Linked DNA regions of Sus scrofa: region 1 is linked to region 2. Evidence: chromatin contacts called from public promoter capture Hi-C data. All regions are on one chromosome and are shown on one strand. The core of a region is the stretch at or near the end of the contact, and the rest is flanking DNA. Distances in the headings are between cores, read along the strand shown. Region 1 holds the start of PLA2G15 (group XV phospholipase A2). Region 2 holds the start of CENPT (centromere protein T).

Evidence for each region. Promoter capture Hi-C pulls out the DNA fragments that hold promoters and counts their contacts.
Region 1: a promoter capture Hi-C map of fetal liver shows a contact between it and region 2, with 2.6 times the contacts expected there. The contact joins the promoter of PLA2G15 here to the promoter of CENPT in region 2. A contact is called at or near these places in 1 of 5 promoter capture datasets (fetal liver) and 1 of 47 Hi-C or Micro-C datasets (heart right ventricle).

The regions. Positions count from the first base shown.
Region 1 is chr6:28,818,332-28,824,101 of Sscrofa11.1, reverse strand. It overlaps PLA2G15 (group XV phospholipase A2), which reads right to left and starts at 3,482. Exons shown (of 5, transcript XM_021094161.1): 1 at 3,227-3,482. The coding sequence starts at 3,335.
Region 2 is chr6:28,454,865-28,460,192 of Sscrofa11.1, reverse strand. CENPT (centromere protein T) reads left to right here and starts at 3,573. Exons shown (of 11, transcript XR_002344575.1): 1 at 3,573-4,175; 2 at 5,168-5,258.

The DNA.
Region 1 (5,770 bases), core at 2,233-4,732, 360 kb before region 2:
CCAAAGGCGGCATTCTAGGACAGGCCGGTATAGAAGGATAGTGAACAGAAATACATGAGAGAGGCTCAGACTGGCATCTGCTGGCCTACCCAGGTCCTCCAGGCCTTTGCTAAAGGCCAGAGCCCAGCTGCTAAACCCTGCTAAAGTTCTAGAGGGCAGATCATCTGGAGGGCCCTAGCGTCTTGGCACACCAGGATGCTGTGCTGGAAAGGGCTATCCTGAAGCACCTACCATTCCAGCCACAGCCCAGTGCCAGTGGTGCGACCAGGCCACAAGGATGACTTCTCTCTACCTGAGGGGGCCTGTTCAGTCTACACAGGGCCCTGGGGCTCTTGTGACACTCAAACCCAGCCCTCCCTATTGCTTCACTAACCCAACAGTCAAGCCCCTTCACAGACCATTTACTCCCAGTGACCTTCAGGCCTCACCTGTTCCCAAACGCCATGGTTTGGTTTTGTTTTGTTTTTCTTTAATAGGGCCATACCTGTGGCATACGGAAGTTCTCAGCTAGGGGTTGAATCGGAACTGCAGCTGCCAGCCTATGTCACAGGTACAGCAACTCAGGATCCAAGCCATACCTGTAACCTATGTCACAGCTTGAAGCAACACCACATCCTTACCCCACTGAGTGAGGCCAGGGATCGAACCTACATCGTGGATGCTAGCCAGATTCTTTCTGCTGAGCAACAACGGGAACTCCCACACATGTAATGCTCTTGACACTTTTCAAACATATTCCAATTTAGGATCCATGATCACAAAGTGGACAACCTGGGAGTTCCCGTCGTGGCGCAGTGGTTGACGAATCCGACTAGGAACCATGAGGTTGCGGGTTCGATCCCTGCCCTTGCTCAGTGGGTTAACGATCCGGCATTGCCGTGAGCTGTGGTGTAGGCTGCAGACGCGGCTCGGATCCCGCGTTGCTGTGGCTCTGGCGTAGGCCGGCAGCTACAGCTCCGATTCGACCCCTAGCCTGGGAACCTCCATATACCACAGGAGCGGCCCAAGAAATGGCAAAAAGACAAAAAAACAAAGTGGACAACCAGTAGTACCTGGCTCTCCTGGGCATTCACTGGGCTCTGGCTGTGACCCCAATCCTGCAGAGGGCACACCCTTCCTGTGCACCACCCTACAGTGTCCTCAGAGCAACCATGGCAGGCAAGTGTGGCACCTGCCTTTACCTCCCTTCATGAGGTGGTGTAGAAGTAGGGAGTCCCCAGAATGATAGCCTCTGGATGACATGCCTATGGACCACGCAGGACAGTGTAAAGACCTCAGTCACTGTCTCCACCAGAGAGGAAATGCCTGAAAGAGGAAGTCACCTGATCTGCTTCATCTGGATACCCTTTGCCCTGGCCAGGCTGTGCGGCCTTTAAAAACACCAGTGGTCACTTCCAGAGCCTCTTTACACCAAAAACTAGAATAGGAGGCATCCATGTGCATTTAACCTCACATAACACTGAGAATATCCTTATTATGTCTACTTTATAGATAAGGCGACTGAGGGTGAGAGGTGGAAATGGCTTGCTACAGTCCCTTCCCCTTGCCCAGGGTCTTCTGTACCCCTTCTCTGGCTTCTGCTTCCTCTCCCTTCAATCTGGGTCCCACCCATAGAGACCAGTCACCCTTGGATGCCAATCCTCTGATGGTCAAGGTCAGGTCGGTCCCTGCTCTGTGCCCAGGAAGAGCTTGTCTGCTGCCCACAATGGGGTTTCCCAGGATTAATGCCAATAGCCTCATACTCTGACGAGTTAGGCAGGTTAGGATTCCAGTTACTCTGAGCCTCTAGGTGAGGCCTGAGGCTCTTCTGCTGTGACCCAGGATAACCCAGAACTGAACGAATTAATGAGGTAAAAAGGCCTAGGACCAGTCCAGTCAGAGACCACACACTTCCCAATGCCACAGTGTTCATACTCAAAACTCCTTAGGTTCACATAAGGCTCCCTAAAGGCCCCCACGATAAAGTCCGGATGACCCATCCAGTCACGAGGCCCGCACAATCCACCCCTGCCCCCACTCCATTCCAGGCAGCCAGGACTGCTTAGTTCCCTCCCTCCGATATGCAGTTCCCTCTGCCTGGAGCTCTCTCTGGGCCTCAGCCCCAGCTGCGTACTCCAGGAAGCCTTCCCCGACTGGGTTGGTGGATTCTCTGTGTTTGCCTATCACAGACCTCAGCTCTCAGGATCATCCTGCCAGCTTAGGGGAAGCAGGACCAAATCTGCCCAGACCCTCTGGTGAACTTGGCATACCCCTGGAGCATTTCTTGGCCCAGAGCTCCTGGTGGGCGTGCCTGGGACTGCATGCCAACCCCACCCTCTGTGATCTGCATCATCCTCATTAAAACACTACAGTAGAAAGAGCATGGGGGGGGGGGTCATGCTGCAGCCGTTCAGTATGTAACGTATACCTCAGCATGCCTCTGCCTTCTAGAGTCCTGGCTGGTCACGGCCTGAATGAGGTACCCAAAGCCCTCAAGACAGAGGCCTCATCCATGTCCACACCCACCAGTAGGAAACACTGAGCGGCCTGGGCCAGGACCAAGGAGAACACAGGCAGGGGAGGTTGCCTAACCCCAACATAGCGTAGTCCAAGAAGGTGTGGCAGAAGTAAGGGTAGAGTATGACATCTGTTCACAGTCATTGTCTCAACTCCTACCTCTGTCTATGGCCACCCTCGGATACCCTTGAGCCTCTTCTCTCAGGCTCAGGGCCACACATTTGCTAAGTCAGGCGGAGCCCTCGTGGAAGGCTAGGAGAGGAATCCTTTCTCCAAAGAACTTCCTTTCAGTAATGCACTCTGAAACTTGTGGGGCTTGAAAGGCAAAGGGAGACCATCTTCTAGCCAGGCCCAAGTCAACGCTGAGGCTTCTGAGAGCCAACTCCGAAGCCACCCCACCTCCTTTGCGGGGCCAAAGGGCCTCGGTCTTTCCAGGTGAAAAATGGGGATGTTTGGGGCTGACATGTTTGGGAATAACGACTGAACTGACGCACAAATGCGCGGTAACCATCCCACTTATCCCTATATTCTACAGTGGAAGGTGACAAGAGTTTCACCACACCCGCGCCCAGCAAAGCGGGAAGCGGACGGACCGACCCAGGTGACAAGACAGTCATATCTTCCCCAATCCCATGCTTAGAGCAGATGCAGAACTGGAAGACAGCCTCGCCCGAGCCCCATCCAGCTGGACGCACGAACAAACGGACCCACGACTGGACGCGCGCCTTACCTAGCACCACCGGTGGGGGACGTCCGGCTGGGAGCGCCGGGTCTGTGAGCATCAGGAGGAACAGGAGGACACTCGGAAGCAGGGCGGCGCGGTAGGGGCAGAGACCCATAGCAGCGACTGCAGCTGCTGGTCTGAGGTGCGGATTCAGCTCTCGCGTCTCGTGCCTAGGCCCGGGCGGCGGCGACGCACTTAACCCCGCCGCTCACAGCCTTCACAGAGGCTGGGCCAATCAGGGCCCGCCTCCTGCAAATGGTCTGCCAATAGGGACTCGCTGCCTGGGCGTCCCTCCCAGTCAGAGCTCACCGCCCCGCCCCTGCTCATCCCGGGCCAACTCCCTTAACCGCGCTGCACGCCGAGTGCATCGATCGGCTGAGGCTCAGCCCGGTTTCCACTCATATTCCCAGCTGGTCGGACCCAGCTCGCCGCTGGACACCCCAAAGTCCACGCTGCGTAGCCCTCACCCCCGATTCCTGGCGCCTCCCTTACCAGGGATCTAGAATGCGCCGGGCCGAGCGGGTCCAATGCTCGCTGCTGCTGAGTGACCCGGATCAAATAAGAGGAAAAAGGGGATAAGTCATTCCCCGGCAACTAGTTCTGGAACTTGGGACCAGGAGCTGACCAGCAACCTTATGCATCTCCCAGGCTGGTTCTTTGCACTCTGCCCCAAGGGCATCTGGGTTCAGGCAACATTAGCCTGGTAAGCATTTCTCTTTCCAGTGAGAATTCAGTTCGCCTGTTTCGGGGTTTCATAAACACCACTTCGCCTTGACCAAGCAGTTCGCTGGCTGGGTTAAGCAAGAGTGAGCTTGAGGAGTTCCCGTCATGGCGCAGTGGTTAACGAATCCGACTAGGAACCATGAGGTTGCTGGTTCGGTCCCTGCCCTTGCTCAGTGGGTTAACGATCCGGCGTTGCCGTGAGCTGTGGTGCAGGTTGCAGACGTGGCTCGGATCCCGCGTTGCTGTGGCTCTGGCGTAGGCCGGTGGCTACAGCTCCGATTCGACCCCTAGCCTGGGAACCTCCATATGCCGCGGGAGCGGCCCAAGAAATAGCAACAACAACAACAACAAAAGACAAAAGACAAAAAAGACAAAAAAAAAAAAAAAAAGAGTGAGCTTGAGCCTCAACCCAGTGCCATGGCCATCTGCAAGTTTCTACGAAAAGCAGGAGGGGTGGTGTTGGAATCTCATGCCCCAGGCCACTCCCACCCCATGCAAACTCATTCCAGAGAGGACACAGACTCTGCACATGGAATTGGGGTGAATAGAGTGGGCAAAAGACTTAACAGCCAGTAATACTCCAGTACCATACTTCATTCTGGAATAGAGAGACCAGCGTGTTTGGAGACTGGAGGTCTTGATCCTTCACATACCCTCTCTGGAGGGCCAGTAAACACCCTGGTTATGCCTGGCTGGTCCCAAGACTTCTGTCCTGCCCCTCCCTCCCTCCCTTCTTTTTTCCTCTTTATCCAGCCTCTCTGGAGTGACAGTCAATGAACATACTCACTGTCTTGGCCTGCCTCTCTTGTGTTCTTTTAGTGAAGCACATTGGTAATTGGGGTACCCTCCTCTCCTAAGGTCCAGCTATCTCTCACCTCAGACCCTGGCCCAGGGGATCCACCTTCTAAAACCACTGCCTCCCTCACCTTCAACCCAGGCCCCAGCAGAGGGCCAGTGTGAGAGAACCTAGAGGCCCTCCTGCCAGGGCAAGTGCTAAGTGGGGGTAGGATAAGAATCAGGACAATCTAGGCTGCCTTGGACTACAGCCACAGTCTGAATGTCTTCTCAGCCTAGCAGCCTCAGGTGACCACAGGCGCCTCGAAGTGTGGCCCTGTCCTTGGTTCCCTGGTGCCCACTCCCATAGTTCCTGCAGATGATAGGATTATGGCCATGGAGGGAGGGGGTGCCAAGGCCTGGTCAGCAATAACCTGTGCTGGCACTGTGGAGAGGGGGCAGCAGGTGAAGGTCTCCCCTTTTGACTATGACCCCACCATCTACATGATTATTCTGGCTACAGACCTGGGGTCATCCTGGACTCTAGATACCTCCTTGACTCTCAGACCCACAACTAGGTGGTCACCAGGTTTTGCCAACTCTACCCTCCCCAAACCAAACTACCCTCATCCATATAGTCTTTTGTCTTTTCAGGGCTGCACCCAAGGCATATGGAAGTTCCCAGGCTAGGGGTCAAATGGGAGCTATAACTGCCAGCCTACAGCTCACAGCAACACCGGATCCTTAACCCACTGAGCAAGGCCAGGGATCGAACCCACAACCTCATGGTTCCCTTGTTGGATTTTTTTCCGCTGCGCCATGACGGGAACTCCAGTGTCTTCCTTATTGATGTCCAATCTATGCCCTTATTCCTGTGGCACTAAAAATTAAATCAGGGAGTTCCTGTTGTGGCTCCATAGGAACAAATCTGACTAGCATCCATGAGGATGCAGGTTCAATCCCTGGCCTTGCTCAGCAGGTTAAGGATCTGGAATTGCCTGAGCTGTGGTATAGGTTGCAGACACGGCTTGGATTTGGCATTGCTGTGGCTGT
Region 2 (5,328 bases), core at 2,324-4,823:
TATATTTTTGGTCATATAGTTACTGATACGGTTCTACTCCTACTAGTCTCAAGACCTACCTTACTCAAAACATGTGGGTGGGAGTTCTCTTGTGGTGCAGCAGGTTAAGGATCTGGCATTGTCACTGCAGAACACCAGCTCTGGTTGCTGCTGTGGTGGGTTTGATCCCTGGGCCCAGAACTTCCACATGTTGTGGGCATGGCCAAAACAAAAAACAACCAAACAAAAAGTGTTGGTGAGCGGTCAAACTGATGTCATTTCTTTATGTACAGAACACTGAAGACTGTGTTCTATAAAACTCTACCTTCCAGTACATAAAATCATTGCTAATTTACATATCAACACTAAAAAAAACATCTGGAATGCAACACATGCCTGTCTCCCTGCCCACCTCTACTGCACTGCCCTGCCCTGCTCACCTTCTCTCTCGTCACCTCTGGAAAAAGGCAAGAACATTTGTCACACGTCTCCCTCCTTCCAATCATGTCTCCCCTACAATCTGTTCTTCACGTGGGTGCCAAAGAAAATATGATTATGTAATAGCTCTACTTAAATCTCTCCAGTAGCCTATTGCATTTAGAATAATGTCCAGGAGTTCCTGTCATGGCTCAGTGGTTAACGAACTTGACTAGCATCCATGAGGACGCAGGTTTGATCCCTCACCTTGCTCAGTGGGTTAAGGATGTAGCGTTGCCATGAGCTGTGGTGTAGGTTGTAGATTCGACTTGGATCTGATACTGCTGTGGCTGTGGAATAGGCCGGCAGCTACAGCTCCGATTCGAATCCTAGCCTGGGAACTTACATATGCTTGGGTGTAGCCCTAAAAAAACAAAAAAAAACAAAAAAAAGAAAGAAAAAGAAAAAAGAAAATTAAAAAAAAATAGAATAATGTCCAAACTCCTTTCTAGAACTTGCAAGACATCTTATATCTGGCCCTTGACAATCTCTTTCACTCTTCTCCCCCACTTCATGAACCCAGTGTTTTGGTGTTTTTTAAGCAAATAGGAAATTGGAAGTTTAAACAATTATGTAAACACAGTAAAGATAATCTATGCAAACTCATTAGAATAATATGTGCAAAGGTAAACTCATTCTCAAGTTGTTTTGAGAGTATTTTTGTTTTTTGTCCCGTAATGTACAGGTAGGGCTTTATAAATAATAAATAAATACTCCACTTAGGTGTTTTTTTTTACTTTTTACTTTTTTTTTTTTTTTTGCTTTTTAGGGCCACACCACAATGGGAATTTCCAGTACTCCCCTTAGGTAGTTAAAAGTGACTGTGGAAAAGAGCTTCCAAAGGGCTAGCAATTCAAGTCAGATAACACAAAGGTCAAACCTAAATGAGAGGAAATATATGATATTCCTCTGCAGTTCTCTTATTTTGTAAGAATAATGAATAATAATAAGACAACAATAAGAAGAAGAGGAATACAAGAATCTTATTTATTTATTTATTTTTTAGGGCTGCCCCCGCGGCATATGGAGGTTGCCAGACTGGGGTCCCATCAGAGCTGCAGCTGTCGGCCTACACCATAGCCACAGCAACACCAGATCTGAGCCGTGTCTGTGAACTACACCACAGCTCACGGCAACACCGGATCCTTAAGCCACTGAGCAAGGCCAGGGGTTGAACCCACAACCTCATCGTTCCTAGTCGGATTCGTTTCTGCTGTGCCACGACGGAATTCCAAGAATCTTAATTTGTTCTTCATCCTCCCCTTTTTTTTCCTGTCTTTTTTAGGGCCACACTCATGGCATATGCAGGTTCCCAGGCTAAGGGTCAAATCAGAGCTGTGGCTGCCGGCTTACGATTCAGGCACAGCAACTCAGCATTTGAGATGCATTCTAGGACCTACACCACAGCTCTTGGCAATGCTGAATCCTTCACTTACTGATCAAGGCCAGGGATTGAACCCAAGTCCTGTTGGATGCTAGTCAAATTTGTTTCCACTGAGCCACGATGGGAATTCCTGATCTATTTTTTTTAACACAAGCACACATATGCCCATGCTTCTTTCCACTATCTGATCGTTTACACCCAATTTAGGAGCATGAGGGAGAACTCCACAGGAATATCAGAATTCAAGCTCTGGAGTTCCCGTCGTGGCTCAGTGGTTAACGAATCCAACTAGGAACCATGAGGTTGTGGGTTCGGTCCCTGCCCTTGCTCAGTGGGCTAACAATCTGGCGTTGCCGTGAGCTGTGGTGTAGGTTGCAGACTCGGCTTGGATCCCATGTTGCTGTGGCTCTGGCGTAGGCTGGCGGCTACAGCTCCGATTCGATCCCTAGCCTGGGAACCTCCATATGCCGCGGGAGCGGCCCAAAGAAATAGCAAAAAGACAAAAAAAAAAAAAAAAAAAAAAAAAAAAGAATTCAAGTTCTAATTCAGTTCCCATGATTTTTTTTTTTTTTTTTTTTTTTTTTTTTTTTTTTGTCACACCTGTAAGCATGTGTAAGTTCCCAGGCCAGGGATCGAATCTTTGCCAGAGCAGCCACCCAAGCTGTTGCACTAACAATGCCGGGAGCTCCCTTCGTGGCTCAGTGGTAACAAACCAGACTGTATCCATGTGGACAGGGGTTCAATCCCTGGCCTTGTTCAGTGGGTTAAGGATCCGGCATTGCCGTGTGAACTGTGGTGTGGATCACAGACTTGGCACCGATCCCACATTGTTATGGCTGTGGGGTAGGCCAGCAGCTGTAGCTCCAATTTGACTCCTACCCTGGTAACTTTCATATGCAGTGGGTGTGGCCCTTAAAAAAAACAAACAAAACAAACCTCCCTGATGAAAATTTAAGAAAGTGGAGGAGGGGGCTCTCAATTGGTGAAAATATGGTAATGGAATCTCCAGCACTGACAGATTTTTTGAGAGCTGGAATTCTTCTCATAACTGCATATATCTGAAGATAACATCTCTCCTGGATCACAAACAGCCCACTAGTCGCCAAGCCTGCAAAATGCTCTCTTGTGATAGGTATGGATGTTACAGACACATTGGTCTTTGCAAATGCAAATCTGACCAGGTCACATACAGAATATTTTTTGCTGCTGTTGTCATTTCTCTTTGGCTGTGCCCAGACGCCTTCAGAAGTTTCAGGTCCAGGGATCCAATCCACGCCTCAACAGTGACAAACCCAGATCCTTAACCCATAGCACCACCAAGGAACTTCAACAGTTATTTTTTTATTTTATTTTTTTTCTAGGGCCATGCCTGTGGCATATGGAGGTTCCCAGGCTAGGGGTCCAATCGGAGCTGTAGCCACCGGCCTTTGCCAGAGCCACAGCAACGCAGGATCCGAGCCATGTCTGTGACCTACACCACAGTTCACAGCAACGCAGGATCCTTAACCCACTGAGCCAGGCCAGGGATTGAACCTGAAAACTCATGGTTCCTAGTCAGATTCATTAATCACTGAGCCACGACGGGAACTTCAACAGTTACTTTTTCTTCACCCAAATTTGTCTCACCTCATCTTTGGTGAAGAAGATGGTCTAACAATAGTGACTGCTGTTTGTTTGTTTATTTTATTTATTTTATTATTATTTTTTTTTTTGGTCACTCCTGCTGCATGCCTAAGTCTTCCTAAGTTGCTGGGCCAGAAATTGAACCCATGCCACAGTAGCGATACAAACTGCTGCACAGACAAACCTGGATCCTTAACCCGGTGGGCCACAGAAGAACTCCAATGACTGCTATTCATTGATGGCCTGGATTACTATGTGTCAGATCATGAGTTAAACATTATCTCATTGAATCATTACACCACCACTAACCCTTTATTAGGTGGTTATCATCCTCAGTTTACATGTAAGAAAAGCAAGACTTGCGTATGTTTGCCCAGGCTCAAGGTAAGAATGCCTGCAAAACCAGTTTGCAACCACCACTATATTCGCTGAACATGAAGCGGGCAGCACGTCTGTAACTTCAATTCCCGTCGGGCTGTGCGGCAGCGTCGCGAGAGTTGACCTGAAAAAGCAGCCTCGCGAGCGTTGGCTTAAATGCGGCGGCGGGAAGGCGGCTGTCCCTGCTGCGGGAGCGGTTGAGAGTACGGACAGCTGAGGCGATGGCGGACAGCCACAGCCCGGACAGCGAGCCTACGACGCGCACGCTGCTACGGCGCGTGCTGGATACAGCGGATCCGCGCACCCCGCGGCGACCCCGAAGTGCTCGGATTGGGTATATAGAGGCGGTGGGGTCCAGCGCTGACCCTGTTTGGAGAGGGAAACAGTTTCGGAAAGGAGCAGAGCCCAGGGCTCTGAGAACAGGCTCCTTTCCCCTAGCTGGGCTCGGGTTAGCTGTTTGTGTCCCTACCCCTGAGACTCCACCGCTCGGGACCTCAGAGCTCTTTGGAGGCCCGCTTCTGGAGGCAAAGAACAGCGCTCAGAATCTGGACTTCTGCTCTGTTTTCCAGGCCAGTTTTCCAGCGTGTGCCCAGGCATCTGCCCAGAACTGCCTCTCAGGCAGTTCCCACCTGGAAGATGGGAAAGGAGCTGGAGAGCATAGCCTGGGCAGAAGTCGGAAGGCAGAAACTGGAAAGATGCTTTGCTAGGGAGCAAGGAATTTGGTTTGACTTGGTAGGAGTGTCAGTGGGTGAGCAAAGGGTGTAGAAGACAGGCATCTGCGAGCTTCCTCGGGCAATACAGTTCCTTTATAGACAACGGGAAGCCATTCCTTCACCTATGAGTGATAAGGTGGGAGTTGTGCCCTAGGAACATATATGTGGTTCTGAAATCTGAGAGGGAATTGGACTGGAGAGACTAGGGCTGGAATGACCCACATGGAGGTTGCTCTCAGACCCTGACAAGTACTTAAAAGGTTTACAAATACTTAAATGTCTTTGGATTGTTATTTTAGTGTCTAGAATGAATACTCTTCCAATTGTTCCTTTTGTCTGTGTGGTTAACCCCTACTTCTTCCAAAGTCACCTCTTTGAAGCCTTCCTCAGCCCCTCTCTCTGGTGGGCTCATTATATTCCCTCTCTCTTCCCTCAGGCTCCCTTTCATCAATAATGCTGTTGACAAAGGTGTGAGAACAGGGCTATGGGAGGGACAAGTGGTTTCTGGGTCCTTGTTCCTGAGGTATAAGGACTTCAGCCAAGATCCCCGATGAAGACATTTCTCTAGATCCTCCTCCTTATATAATTCTCACAGTTGCTGGTTTTTACACAGTGCTCAGATATCCCCGCTTGAAACATCTTCCTCTAGGAGGCTGAGGAGCCAAACAAAGATGTCTGCCAGGCGTCGATCTCATAGAATCAGGGTAAGTGCCCCATCCTCTGACCACTGCAGAGCTCTAGTTGCCTTCAGGGGGCTGTTAAGTTCTAGTTCTG